Regions from separate parts of the Zea mays genome. Here regions 1 and 2 are each linked to region 3. Evidence: chromatin contacts called from public Hi-C data. All regions are on one chromosome and are shown on one strand. The core of a region is the stretch at or near the end of the contact, and the rest is flanking DNA. Distances in the headings are between cores, read along the strand shown. Region 1 holds the start of LOC103632302 (probable carbohydrate esterase At4g34215). Region 2 holds the start of LOC100281697 (ubiquinone biosynthesis protein ubiB). Region 3 holds the start of LOC100382481 (putative regulator of chromosome condensation (RCC1) family protein).

Evidence for each region. Hi-C and Micro-C count contacts between places; a contact is called where the count stands out from the background.
Region 1: a contact with region 3 is called in a Hi-C map of endosperm, with 5 times the contacts expected there. The contact joins the promoter of LOC103632302 here to the promoter of LOC100382481 in region 3. A contact is called at or near these places in 7 of 25 Hi-C or Micro-C datasets (bundle sheath, ear, endosperm and 2 more) and 1 of 3 datasets of contacts at active chromatin or transcription factors (leaf).
Region 2: a contact with region 3 is called in a Hi-C map of leaf, with 6 times the contacts expected there. The contact joins the promoter of LOC100281697 here to the promoter of LOC100382481 in region 3. A contact is called at or near these places in 10 of 25 Hi-C or Micro-C datasets (bundle sheath, ear, endosperm and 5 more) and 2 of 3 datasets of contacts at active chromatin or transcription factors (leaf and seedling).

The regions. Positions count from the first base shown.
Region 1 is chr7:44,867,832-44,872,229 of Zm-B73-REFERENCE-NAM-5.0, reverse strand. LOC103632302 (probable carbohydrate esterase At4g34215) reads left to right here and starts at 1,306. Exons shown (of 2, transcript XM_008654133.4): 1 at 1,306-2,089; 2 at 2,246-2,593. The coding sequence starts at 1,475. The coding sequence ends at 2,443.
Region 2 is chr7:44,748,188-44,752,620 of Zm-B73-REFERENCE-NAM-5.0, reverse strand. It overlaps LOC100281697 (ubiquinone biosynthesis protein ubiB), which reads left to right and starts at 2,694. Exons shown (of 13, transcript NM_001154617.2): 1 at 2,694-2,941; 2 at 3,551-3,794; 3 at 3,864-3,905; 4 at 4,409-4,433. The coding sequence starts at 2,781.
Region 3 is chr7:45,167,121-45,171,731 of Zm-B73-REFERENCE-NAM-5.0, reverse strand. It overlaps LOC100382481 (putative regulator of chromosome condensation (RCC1) family protein), which reads right to left and starts at 1,537. Exons shown (of 6, transcript NM_001175220.1): 1 at 891-1,537. The coding sequence starts at 1,202.

The sequences.
Region 1 (4,398 bases), core at 57-2,556, 300 kb after region 3:
TATATTTATACTTATTTTTGAAATAAAAAAAATTAATAACTCTAATTTATTATGAAAAAATCATTTAAATCGTGATCTGTTACCATTCCTAAACGTATCTTACTAGCAGACTCTAGACTCACCGTCACCGCTACTGCTGTCGGGGAAGCCACAGGCCATCATGCCGCGCCTCTCTTCTCCCACCGGTGGTGGCCAGATCGGTTTTGACCTAGCTCTGTTATTGATACTGTACAACACTGTAGCATGAAGCCAAACATCATCCCTCTGACATGCATCTAGTAAAATATAACTAGAAAGTGGAAGCAGGAGCTACACGCAGCACTCCAAACTGGCCCGCAGACATACCCTGGGATTATGTATTTATGTTAGGTATGCAGGCTAAGTTGAATGCAGATAACTAGGCTAAATTTTATATAGATAACCAATCAAACTATGTAATAAGTTTCCGGCCAAAAGCAGTTGTTCCCATGTCCTCACACGGTCGAAATGTTTTTTTCCTCTTCGTTAGACTATATGAGCCTATAATCATCACATCATACATGTAGCCGTATAAAATATTATATTATTTATATAGTGAGATTTAAAATAAAAGATCATTGTGTTTAGTTGGACGAGTTTAAATTTTAGTCCCGTCACATGAGATATTTAACTACTAGTTAGAGATATTAAATATAGTTTAATTACAAAACTAATTATATAGATAAAGGGTAAAAGGTAAGATGTGTCTTTTAAGTCGATCATATGGTGCTATAGTAATATTTGTCAATCATTGATTAATTAAGCTTAAAAAATATTGTTTCGTTGTTTAGTCTTTAACTGTGTAATTAGTTTTGTAATTAGATTATATTTAATATACTTAATAGGCATTCAAATATCTGATGTAACGTGGGCTAAACTTTAGTCTCTAAAACCAAATATCTATAACAGTGGTAAACAATTAGTTACAGTTAGACAAACCTACGGCATTTATAACGTCTTATTGGCTGTTTGCATTGGGCGAGCGTAGTGCGCTTGGCCCGCTGGAAAGGAGATGCTCTGTGCCTGTGCGTATGTGTTCATGCAGCTGCATGCAGGAGGTTTTTCTAGTCTAGACTCTAGACTGCACCCGGCTGGCCTCATGTATACAGTAAACGAAACACCATCGTGCACTTGATCACCGGACTATTGTGTAACTATTGGAAGTCCTGGTCTCCAGCTGGCTTTGTACAGCGGAAAGAGGTATGGCACTCCGTATATATGGGTTGGTGAACTTCATTTTGCATTAATTTGGTTCCACACGCACGCTGTCACGTGTTTGAGCGGAAAACGACACATGGATCGGGACGAATCTTTCACTCAGCTTTGTCTGCTTCTATCGATCAATGCGTACCGGCTGCCATGCCACTATTAGTTGTCGTGGTCCGTGATCTATGATCCATTCCATATTTCCATCCTCCATTCACGCATCACAAGCTGGAAGGCACTGTGGGCAATAATGGCTCTGCTCACGCTCCAGCCAGCGATACCCTTCCTCCTGCTCCTCCTCCTCCCCGCCGCGTCCGCTGGGCTGCCCGGCGGCCGGACACTGGTGTTCATCCTGGCTGGGCAGTCCAACATGAGCGGCCGCGGCGGCGCCACCAACGGCACCTGGGACGGCATCGTCCCGCCGGAGTGCGCGCCCTCGGACCGCATCGTCCGTCTCTCCCCGGCGCTTCGCTGGGAGGAGGCGCGCGAGCCGCTGCACGCCGGCGTCGACGTGGGCAACGTTCTCGGCGTCGGGCCCGGCATGCCCTTCGCGCACGCCGTGCTCGCCAGCGAGGGCGCAGCCGCAGAGCCCCCCGTCGTCGTCGGACTCGTGCCGTGCGCGCAGGGCGGCACGCCGATCGCCAACTGGTCCCGGGGGACGGAGCTGTACGAGCGGATGGTGACGCGCGCCAGGGCGGCCGTGGCCGAGTGCAGCGGACGCGGTCACCTGGCCGCCTTGCTTTGGTACCAGGGGGAGGCGGACACCATGAGGCGCCAGGATGCTGAGCTCTACCAGCGGCGGATGGAGACTCTCGTGCGTGACGTTCGCTGCGACCTCGGCCGGCCCGACCTCCTCGTCATCCAGGTGACCCGCATCTTCTTCTCTCATGACTCTGTTTTTTTTTTTTTGGGTGGGTTGTGATTTTGTTGTTGCATCACATACACACACATGGGTCGATCCAAATTTAAGATTTTTTTTGTTTATTTCTACATATATATCACAAATGTAATGTATATATAGGTGGGCATTGCAACTGCGCAGTACAATGGCAAGTTCCTCGGCGTGGTGAGGGAAGCTCAGAAGGCAGTGAAGCTCCCAAATGTCAAGTACGTTGATGCCATGGGGCTGCCCATCGCGAGCGACCACACGCATCTCACCACGGAGGCTCAAGTCCAGCTCGGCAACAAACTAGCCGAGTCGTATTTAGAAACGCTGTAATTTTCAAATACCGGTATGCCTACCAAAAACAAGGCATTCCCCCACGATTTGGAAACGGACAGAGCAAGCAATATGTACACTCAAATTACGATGCTGCGTTGAGATTAATATTTTCCGTGCTATTGAAACCGCCCTCGTGTTAAATTGTTAGTCAGTGCACTAGTTAATCGGCAAAAGTCACACAACATTAAATACAATCTCCATGGTTGTAGAGGATAAAATCATCGCTTTATTTGAGTTTTCCATTAACATGTCATCCACTAGCAGTCAGAAACCCGTGCATTCACTATTGGCGAACACGGCCAGGCCCATCCCTTAATTTCAGCTGAAATTAAAGAAAGGAACCCATGTTAACAGTTTTAGCATCGATTTTAGCTCACTGAAGCTTTAGTACCGGTTGATGGTTGCAATAGGTACACAAGGCTTTACTACCGGTTCAAGATACAAAACCGGTACTAATATATTTAGTACCGGTTGAAATCACCACCCAATACTAAATCTTTAACATTAGTACCGGCTAAAACTATCAACTGGTACTAATATTTCCGCTTTATAAACACTCTCCCTCCTCGAGCTGGCGTCAAGGACACAAAAAGCTCTCTGTTCATGTCGCTATAAGCTGCAAAGAGGGGAGGTGTTGTCCAATTTTTTCAAGAATTTGTTGAATATTTCACTCATTAAAGTGCGAAAAAAGTTAGCGAGTTCATTATCTCATATAGTAGAGTTGAAATATTTATTCTTTGTTTAGATTTCTTGACATTTGTGGTTGATTTGTATAATTTATGGGGAAATAGTAAGTTCATCATTTAATGTGTTGCAATATGTTTGAATGTAATAGGAATTAGTAGCAAATCAAATTTGAGTTTTGTTCATTGGCTACGTAAGTTTGAGGGTTAGTGTATAATAATATTTCTTGATTTGCATGAGTTAATCCTCCCATATGTTGTGTATTATATATGTAGGTAATATAATACTCTATAAGGGCCGATTTGGTGGATAGGGATCACGAGGAGATCCATGGGGAGGAATCTGTATTCAAATTTGAATAGCAATGGGATTCCTCCCCTATGGATCCCTTCGTGGTCCATGTACACCAAATCAGCCCTAAGAGAGAGGGTGTTTGTTGGTGTTTGGTACCGACGACGCACTACGGGTATACCACAAAGTGCTTTTGGGAGGACGGCGAAGTCGATCGCAGCTCGATGGTTTGTGCTAGGAACGACAGAACACAACGGGTTATACAGCTTCGAGCCGCCTAGATGCGTAATACCTTACGTCCTATGAGTTTCTGGTGGTTGTATTTGTTGAGTTTGAGGATTGCATATGGTTGCCGAAGTGTAACGCCCTGAATTTGGGGGTAGAATTTTTTCTTCTTTTCTCTCACCAAATTCGGGCGTTACTCTCTTTTCTCTTTCCCCGTTTGCTCCTTCTTCCCAATTTCAAACCAGTATAGCGGCAGGTGTCCGTGTCATGTATAAAACAAAACCTAAGTCTCATGGGTGTTGCATCATGCCGAAGCACATTTCTTTGTCTTATGTCGAATGTTCGTCTCGTTCCGTTCCGGATTTCGGTTCGCGATTTAATTCCGTTTAGTGGTCGCGCTCGTCGTGGGTTTTCGATCCGCGAAGTGGCCCGGCCTAGCCCAACCTAGTCCAGCCCAGCCCAACCGGCCCGGCCCGCCCCGGCCTGCGCGCCCCTGGCGCCCAAAACCCCCCTATGCGCCCCCATCCTCTCCTCTCTCTCTCATTTGGATCTCCCGCGCAACAACCTCTCCTCTCCCTCTTCCACCTCTCTCTCCCCGTGGTGCCCTAGGATTTGGAGACGGCGATCACCGGATTTTGGACCCCGAGGTGAGCTCCCCTCCCCTTCTCCTCTCTCCCTCCCCCTCCTCTTCTTCCCCCCGCGCGCGCCCTCCCTCTCCCCCTGCCCGCGCCCGACCCCGCCCGTCCCCGCCC
Region 2 (4,433 bases), core at 1,445-3,944, 420 kb after region 3:
CAAATGTTTATGATGAACATGTATCGTCATAAAATGTCATCACGTATGATGTACAACAATTTATGACGATTCCCTCATGTGACAAATTCATATTGTCATAACATATCGTCATAAACATGATGACACACCAAGTTATGACGTTTTTATGACGTGGCTTAACTTTTTGTCACTAAATTGTTTAGGTTCCAAGAAATCGTCATAAACATAGTCATCTAGTGACAAATTTTACTATTGTCATTAAGCATTTGTCATAGAAGGCCTAAATGGTTGTAGTGCTTTCATCGATTAAAAGAAATATGGGTATTAACTCGATCTGGGTGTAGGGATTGGGATGGCGACATCGTACCTTGCACCGAGTTAGCAGAAACAGAAGTTGTACAGGAGGCTGCGCTACAAATTTAAAAGCAATACCTTGTCGGAGATGAGAGACATGCACAAGAGGAGCAGTGAGCAGGAGAAGTCGACATCGATGATGTACCTTTACCAATTAAAGAAAGTTTAAATGAAAATGCACTCATCATGGTTCAACAATAGGAAGCAGAACACTATTTACATGATATTTGTAAGCAGAGCACTCCTTATATTAACTCCATTTCATGTTGGGAGTCAGTAGAACTTGACTGCATACATAGAATATAAGAAGAAACGACAGGTACTCTCTACATTTCATTTAGCCTGGACGTAATACCATTATTCAAAAAACAAGAAAGTTTCATCTGCTGCATTTAGTGATAGGAAGCAGAACACTATTTACAGGCTAGAGAATAAGATTCAAGAAAGAGAGGGATTTTACTATTGGAGAGTTTAATTAGTTATTCACATGACACAATAGAACTACGAAGAATATAAATAAGCACAAATCTGATTTTACCCATTTGTAGCAGTGTTAATCATTTAGCTCGGAAATAACAACCGGAAAGTAATCAACAAAGTTTGCTTGTGAATTGGCACATTCTAATCTATCTATCTGCTGCATTTAGTGATAGGAAGAAGAACACTATTTACAGGTCAGAGAATAAGATTCAAGAAAGAGAGGGATTTTACTATTGGAGAGTTTAATTAGTTATTCACATGACACAATATAACTACGAAGAATATAAATAAGCACAAATCTGATTTTACCCATTTGTAGCAGTGTTAATCATTTAGCTCGGAAATCACAACCGAAAAGTAATAAACAAAGTTTGCTTGTGAATTGGCACATTCTAATCTATCTATCTGCTGCATTTAGTGATAGGAAGTAGAACACTATTTACAGGTCCGAGAATAAGATTCAAGAAAGAGAGGGATTTTACTGTTGGAGAGTTTAATTAGTTATTCACATGACACAATAGAACTACGAAGAATATAAATAAGCACAAATCTAATTTTACCCATTTGTAGCAGTATTAATCATTTAGCTCGTAAATAACAACCGGAAAGTAATCAACAAAGTTTGCTTGTGAATTGGCACATTCTAATATATCTAATTAACAATTTACATCATACCTTTCATCGATTAAAAGAAATGGATGTATGTATGGGTGTTAACTCGATCTGGGGGTAGGGATTGGGATGGCGGCATCGTACCTTGCACCGAGTTAGCAGAAACAGAAGCTGTACATGAGGCTGCACTACAAATTAAAAGCAATACCTTGCCGGAGATGAGAGACATGCATAAGAGGAGCAGTGAGCAGGAGAAGCCGACAATGGTGATGTGGTCGGAGTCGCGGTATAGCAACCTGACTCTGGTGTACACGCGTGCTCGGACGACATAGAGTTCCCAAATGCTCACCATTTATCTTCATCGAATATGTGCTGACCTAGGCGAAGTGGAGGTCGTGGGGAGGAAGCATGCAAGAGTGGACATTGTGGGGACTGAGGAGGGGGAGTCGGTTGCACGACCTGCGCAGGGAGTGGGGACGGTGGAGACCGCATGAATGGGGAAGGCCACCAACGGGAGAGGCGCGACCGATGGGGCGGTGGAGTGTAGGTTGTCCGCCTGCGGGAGATCGACTGCTCTGCCGCGCGGTGAAAGCTGGCAAACGGCGGGGACGCTGGAGGCCACGGGTGGAAGTTGGCAAGCGGTGGCAAGCGGCGGCCGGGACGCTGCAGACCGCGGCTGGCGGCTGGCAAGCGAGAGGGGCGCTGGAGACCGCGGTGGCAAGCGGCGGGGGCGGCCGGGACGCTGCGTGCCTGATGGCTGGCGGCTGGCAAGCGGCGGGGTGCTGAAGATTAGGATTTTTGGATTTGCCGTATGTCATGGGCCGCGGGTGCGGGATCGGACGGGATCGGACGACGGGATCGGACGGCTGAGATTGTTTACACGATAGAATGGACGGCTGAGATCGCAGAATGACAGAACGACAGGCTACCCTTACTGTCTTAATAAGTAGTAGAGATAAAGATTTTTTATTGAACTGCTTCGTGATGAAGTTTATTGAGCAGAATTTGAATTTGTGGTGCAGTTGGTTGTGCATTACTGCATTGCATCCAGTAAAAAAACTACAGCTCAACCAAATTTAGCCGAGCGGAGACGCACAAGCCGGCGTGGGCTGCATTACACGAGACGATCAACAAGGGCAGCGGCCCAGCAGCAACGAACCACCGCACAAGCGCCAGGCCGCCAGCTCGCACTCTGGTCCAGCCACGCGGCGCCGCTGCCACCTTCCTCTCACCGTGTACGTCTTCGGCGTACACGTCTCTCTCTCTCTCTCTCCTCCCCTAAACCCTACGCTGCCCTTCTTTCCCTCCCCGTCTCTCCCTCCCGTGCGGGCGGCGGAGCTGATGAGATCCCGGCCATGGCGGGCCCCACCTCGCGGCTCCTCATCCTCGCCCGCCGCGCCGACCGACGCAGATGCCTCCCTTTTCTCGTTCCCCGCGCCTTGCAGGCCGCCCCCCCGACCTTTTCTCCGGCGTTGCCGCTACCTCCCTGCCTCCCCGCCTCAACGCCGGTGATGAGGTAACGACAGTCCACAGGCTAATCTCACCTACCGGTCACCACGGCGTAACCCTAGGTCACAGTTCCGTTTTGAACCTATTTTGAATCGCACGACTCGTTTCAGCTCGAGACATAATGCAGGGTTGGACCAGCTTCGCGTCTGCCGCGCACTAGGTTTGCGGTTTTGGAATTTGCTAGTTGTAATTGTACCATGCGCCAATCAATCATTCAATTTTTGATTCACTTTGATAGTATAAAATGTTTTGGATTAAAAGAACAGTGTGCCATGCCAGGTCGTCTTAAGTGCCTACTGTGTTATTTTTGTGTGTAGAGACAGTATATAAAGTTTTACAGAACTCCGAAATGGCATTGTGTTACTCAATTATCACTGAGAAGCATACTGAACTAATCTAGCTTAAATAAACTCTTAATTACAATTCAGGAGGAAGGATATTTGGTTAAGTAGTCTATGAAATTAGATAAATTGGCTTTTCTATTTGAGAAAATATTTTATTTTAATGATTTTTGCAGGTTTCACTGAGCCAGCAAAGCATGTTGAAATTTGAATAATTTTAATGTTATTTATTTGCAGAAATTATGTTTAGGTGGTTTATTTTTTTTTATTTGTAGCTATTCAAGTGCATTTACAAGTGTACATGGAGAGAGGCCTTCATCAGAATATGCAAAGATCAGGAAGGAGTCACTGGAAACCCAGTTTGGAAGAATATTGGGTTCAAGTTCACGCAGGCATTTTGCTGACCGTGGCTTTGGTCCATTCCTTGCTCTATACAGGGCTGCTACTATCTCCTTTCATGTTGTAAAACTCACTATTTGGCATTTGTTGCTCAATGATATGCATAAAAGAGCAGAAAAGGTAGTTTTCCTGACTTTGTTGGTGGAGGAACTGAGCATCATGTCTCTGATTATCATTTCCTTATTTCAGTTTCGAGAGACCTTGATACGCTTGGGTCCTTTTTATATCAAGGTATGCCGATTGAAATAGATCTGTAGAATGTAGCACCGATCTTTTCTATTAAATTTTGATGCTTAACTTTTCAGTATGTCTCCTTGTTAAGGTGGAAGCAACATCAATGTAACATGTCTTATGACCATCAAAATCACTGCAGCTATCACTATGGTTTTGTGACATGATTGTTATCATCCTTAAGCATCTGTACAAAATCAATCACATTGGTGGTTGTGTTGACTGCATATTTAGTGTGCCATTGTTGTGTCCATATCCTGTTTTTGAACTACAATACTTCGTTAGCTACCAGGTCGTGGGTTCGAAGCAGCCTCTCAGCATTTGCGGGGAATGGCTTTCCTCCTCGGTTTATCTCTTCCCCAGACCCCATTCATGTGGGAGCCTCTGGCACTGGGTCTGTCTGTCCTGCAATAATTTGTTAGCTAATATTGTCTTAGGTGTAATATTGTCTTATTACAACTGGGGATGATATGCTGTTTTATCAATTTTCTTTCACCGCACAGCTTGGCCAAGCATTGAGCACACGCC
Region 3 (4,611 bases), core at 288-2,787:
TAATTTATATTTAAAGTAATTAGAACATTTGTTGCACAATAGCAACTAAATTTACCAGGATTTCACCATCACAAATAATCACTTTCAAACAGTTTTAGAGTGTAATTGTGCAGTATATTACGAAGTTACCATTGTTTGACACAGGAAAATGCATAACAGCATGTCGATGCACGGCAGCATTAACATGTTAATCAATCTGAGATAAGTTGTTAAAAACTTGATCCATATTTGCCTAGCAAAGAATGTCTTAAATCTGTTTATAATGACTAACATGTGCTAGTTATCCCATTTAAGCCAGACATGGGTGTGCTTATCAGCTTCAAATCATTAGCTTCTTTTAAAGCTTTAGCACATAAGCCAGCATTATTAAACAAGTCTTGGTAATTACAATATTCCAAAGTGGGCAGGGTTCAGAGTGTGAGGCGAAAATTTCTAAGACCACCTATCCTATCTTTCAGGTGCCTGAATTTTAAGATGATCTCAGGTAATACTCATGCATCACCAACTAGTATAAGTAAATTGTTACTTTTGTGATGTCTTTATGTCCCAACATATCAATTTTTGTCCTTGTCTGAATATAGAAATAATTGTGCATTATTAATTGTCTTTGTTCCAATACAAATAAGATATCGTCGGGTTTATGATTTTGTCTAATGGGTTTCTTATTCACGGAAGCAAAAAAAATATAGATTGTGTCTACCAAAGTTGCCTGCAATTTTAATATAAAATATGTGCAATAACCATCGCCTGAATGAAAACTAAAATTCAAGCACCTGAATTTTAGCAAGTCCCTTCTAAAACACAAGATAATCTCATGTCCGTACATACTATGGAGATTGAATTTTCATTAGACCTCGTAGAGTGAAGTGAAAGGGGAAAAAAGTGCTCACGCTGCCCGATGAGGTCTCGACGGTGCCTGACGACTGCTCTACGGACTGCAGGAACCTGAGCACCCTCTTCCAGCTTCCCCCGCACCTCTCCAGCAGCTCACCCCGGGCGGCTGGCCCCATGGCAGCGAACGCCGCCCGCGCGGCGCAGAGCTTGGACGCGGCGTACTCGGCGAGCGGCCTGAGCGCGCGGCAGGTGGCCTCGAGCCTCGCGAGGTCGGCGGCAGCGAGCCCACCCGAGGTCAGGACCTCCCCGATGAGGTGGCCCGGGAGCTCCTCGATGGAGAACGCGCGCGGCGCCTTCTCCCCGGCCATGGATCCACCGGCGCCGGGGCCCGGGTGAGGTGACGAAGCCTTGGGTCTCTTGGTCCCGGATCGATCGGAACCATCCAAGGATCCGGCCGCGCGGGTCGAAATGGCGCCGGAGTCAGCGGGGAGGGGAGCGGCAGCCACAGCGGCGGAGCGGGGGTGGTGTTGGGGACTGAATCAGATCGGGCAGCCCGAGAGGGTATCCGGCGCCCAGCTTGAGCAGCTCGGAGCGCACCGGTGGCGGCGGAAGCAGCAAACCCCGATTGGAACGAAGCGAACCGAACCGGAAGTCTAATCGAGCAAGGAACAACTCGGCGCACCGAATTCCAGCACCAATCCCGACCTCGGCAGCACAGAGCGTAGGCGAATCCAGGCGGGTCGTGGTGGCCGGTGGGGGATTTGAAGGCGGGGAGCGGAGAATCTTTCCTAATCGGGGGATTCCTTGCCGTCGCCTTTTTTTTTTTTTGCTTTCGAAAATCGGCGTGCGTGTATTTGCACGGAAATTACACGCACACGAACAGAATTACAGGAGGAGGAAGGGAAAAGGAGAGCTGAACAGGGAGGCAGAGGAAGGAATTTCTGTGCACGCGAGTACGCGACGGAATGGAGAAGAGGAAAAGAGAGGGACGCGAGTGATGGGCGCTGCTGCTGCTGCTGCTGCAAGGGTGTCCCGTGCGTCGATCCACCAACGCCTTCTCCATCTCCACCCACCCACCCACTAGGCCGGCGCGTGGGGAGCGGGCGTCTCCTGCTTGGCCCCAGGCGACGTGGGCCCATCTGTCGGCGAGGGATCGTGGAGTGGTAGGGTTCAGGAATCAGGACGCAACGGAGCGGAGGGCTAGGTCGCAGCAGAGACTGACATGGCGGATCGGGGAAGCGGCTGGCCCGGATGTCGGTGAAGCTATCCCTGTTTCTGTGGAGATGGGTGGCAGTGCCCGGAGCCGTCAGGCTTTTGAGACGGAGAAGGACGTGGCGGGGCGGGAGTGAGAGTGACGCCTCGGACGTGGCGGCCGCTGTTGCCTCAAGCCATGGTTGTGTCGCCTGTCGCGGCGTGAGTGGCCACCAGCGGCACAAGAACGGGATGGAAGGTTTTTCCGGTCCTGGGAGGCTGGCCGGCCGCCGTCGAATCGCTTCGGCTTTGCAGGAGGAGCCGAGGACCACGAGCTGGGCACTGGGCTGGCCGTGGCTGGAAGAAGCGAACACGGCGGTGTGGTGGCTTGGCTGCGCTGACAGCATCGGGACAAGTTAATAGTATAAATTAGAGCATATACAACTCTATTTATCCTGGGACCTTTTGAGTGGTCTTTAGAGATAAACTAGTCGGTTGCTCGTGCGTTGCGACGGCTTACAACAATACTCACGTAAACTATCCATCAAAAAAAATTCAAGATATTTTATTGATTGTCTCCGCTCTCTATATAATATATATTTTTTTGGCTAACTGATGTTATTGTTTACTCCATACAAATATATCTTGGTACAACATGACCAATGAAGTGAGCGATTAGAAAAGAGTTCACAACGATTGACTGAATGAACAGAGATTATAAAATAACATAATTTCATCATACAGAGACCAAATAAGAGAAAGTTTGTGAGATCAAGTTTATAAAATAAGTCCCATGAAGTCAAACTTATAAAAAATATATTAAAATATAGAGTGATTGCTAAAGTCAGGCATCAATAAAAACTGGATGTGCTCCATATAAATTATGCTACTTCATAGCAATTACTAACGTTTAAAACAAACAAATAACCTTTCATTTTGTTGTTAGTGTGACAAATCATTGCTGCTCCATCCAATTCAGCAACCTCAAACATCATGTAGTCCATTGCGCCAATGTGTTCTCAGAAACGACCTAATGCTTGCAAGAGCCAAGAACATCGTGCCGTGCTTGGGCTGTAGCCTCGGCCCATAGTGCTGGCCTGACCCGACACAATTATTTTTTTATCTTACAAAAAACGTATATACCTGTCAGGAACCATAATTAGGGGTACCCTCAAGGTTCCAAATTCTCAGCTGGTAACCCCCATCAGCATAAAGCTGCAAAAGCCTGATGGGCGCGATTAAGTCAGGGATCAGTCCATTCGAGGGACTCGATCACGCCTCGCCCGAGCCTAGCCTCGGACAAAGGCAGCCGACCCCGGAGGATTTCCGTCTCGCCCGAGGCCCCCTCCAGCGGCGAACATATTTCCGGCTCGCCCGAGGCCCTGCCTTCGCCGAGAAGCAACCCTGACTAAATCGCCGCACCGACCGACCAAATCACAGGAGCATTTAATGCAAAGGTGGCCTGACACCTTTATCCTGACGCGCGCCCCCCCAGCCGGCAGAGCCGAAGTGACCGCCGTCACTTCGCCGCTCCACTGACCGGCCTGACAGAAGGACAGCGCCGCCTGCGCCACTCCGACTGCGGTGCCACTTGACAGAGCGAGACTGACAGGCAGTCAGGCCCTGCCGAAGGCACCATAGGAAGCTCCGCTTCACCCGACCCAGGGCTCGGACTCGGGCTGAGTCCCGGAAGACGGTGAACTCCGCTCCGCCCGACCCAGGGCTCGGACTCGGGCTAAGTCCCGGAAGACGGCGAACTCCGCTCCGCCCGACCCAGGGCTCGGACTTGGGCTCAGCCCTAGAAGACGACGAACTCCGCTCCGCCCGACCCAGGGCTCGGACTTGGGCTCAGCCCTAGAAGACGACGAACTCCGCTCCGCCCGACCCAGGGCTCGGACTTGGGCTCAGCCCTAGAAGACGACGAACTCCGCCTCGCCCGACCCAGGGGCTCGGACTCGACCTCGACCACGGAAGACAGACTCGACCTCGGCTTCGGAGGAGCTTCCACATCGCCCAAACTAGGGCACAGACCAGCCACGTCAACAGGAGGCGCCATCATCACCCTACCCCGAGCTGACTCGGGCCGCAGGGAACAAGACCGGCGTCCCATCTGGCTCGCTCCGCCAGATAGGCAATGATGGCGCCCCGCATACTCTGTGACGACGATGGCTCTCAGCCCCCTTACGGAAGCAAGAGGACGTCAGCAAGGACTCAACCGCTCCGACAGCTGTCCCTCCGCTAGGCTCCATCGCTCCTCCGACGGCCACGACATCACACCAGCTGGGTGCCAAAATCTCTCCAGCTGCCACAACGGCATGTACTTAGGGCGCTAGCTCTCCTCCGCTAGACACGTAGCACTCTGCTACACCCCCATTGTACACCTGGATCCTCTCCTTACGCCTATAAAAGGAAGGACCAGGGCCCTCTTAGGGAGGGTTGGCCGCGCGGGGACGAGGACGAGACAGGCGCTCGCTTGAAGCCGCTCGCTCCCTCTCCCGAGTGGACGCTTGTAACCCCCTACTGCAAGCGCACCCGACCTGGGCGCGGGACGAACACGAAGGCCGCGGGATTCCCACCTCTCTCACG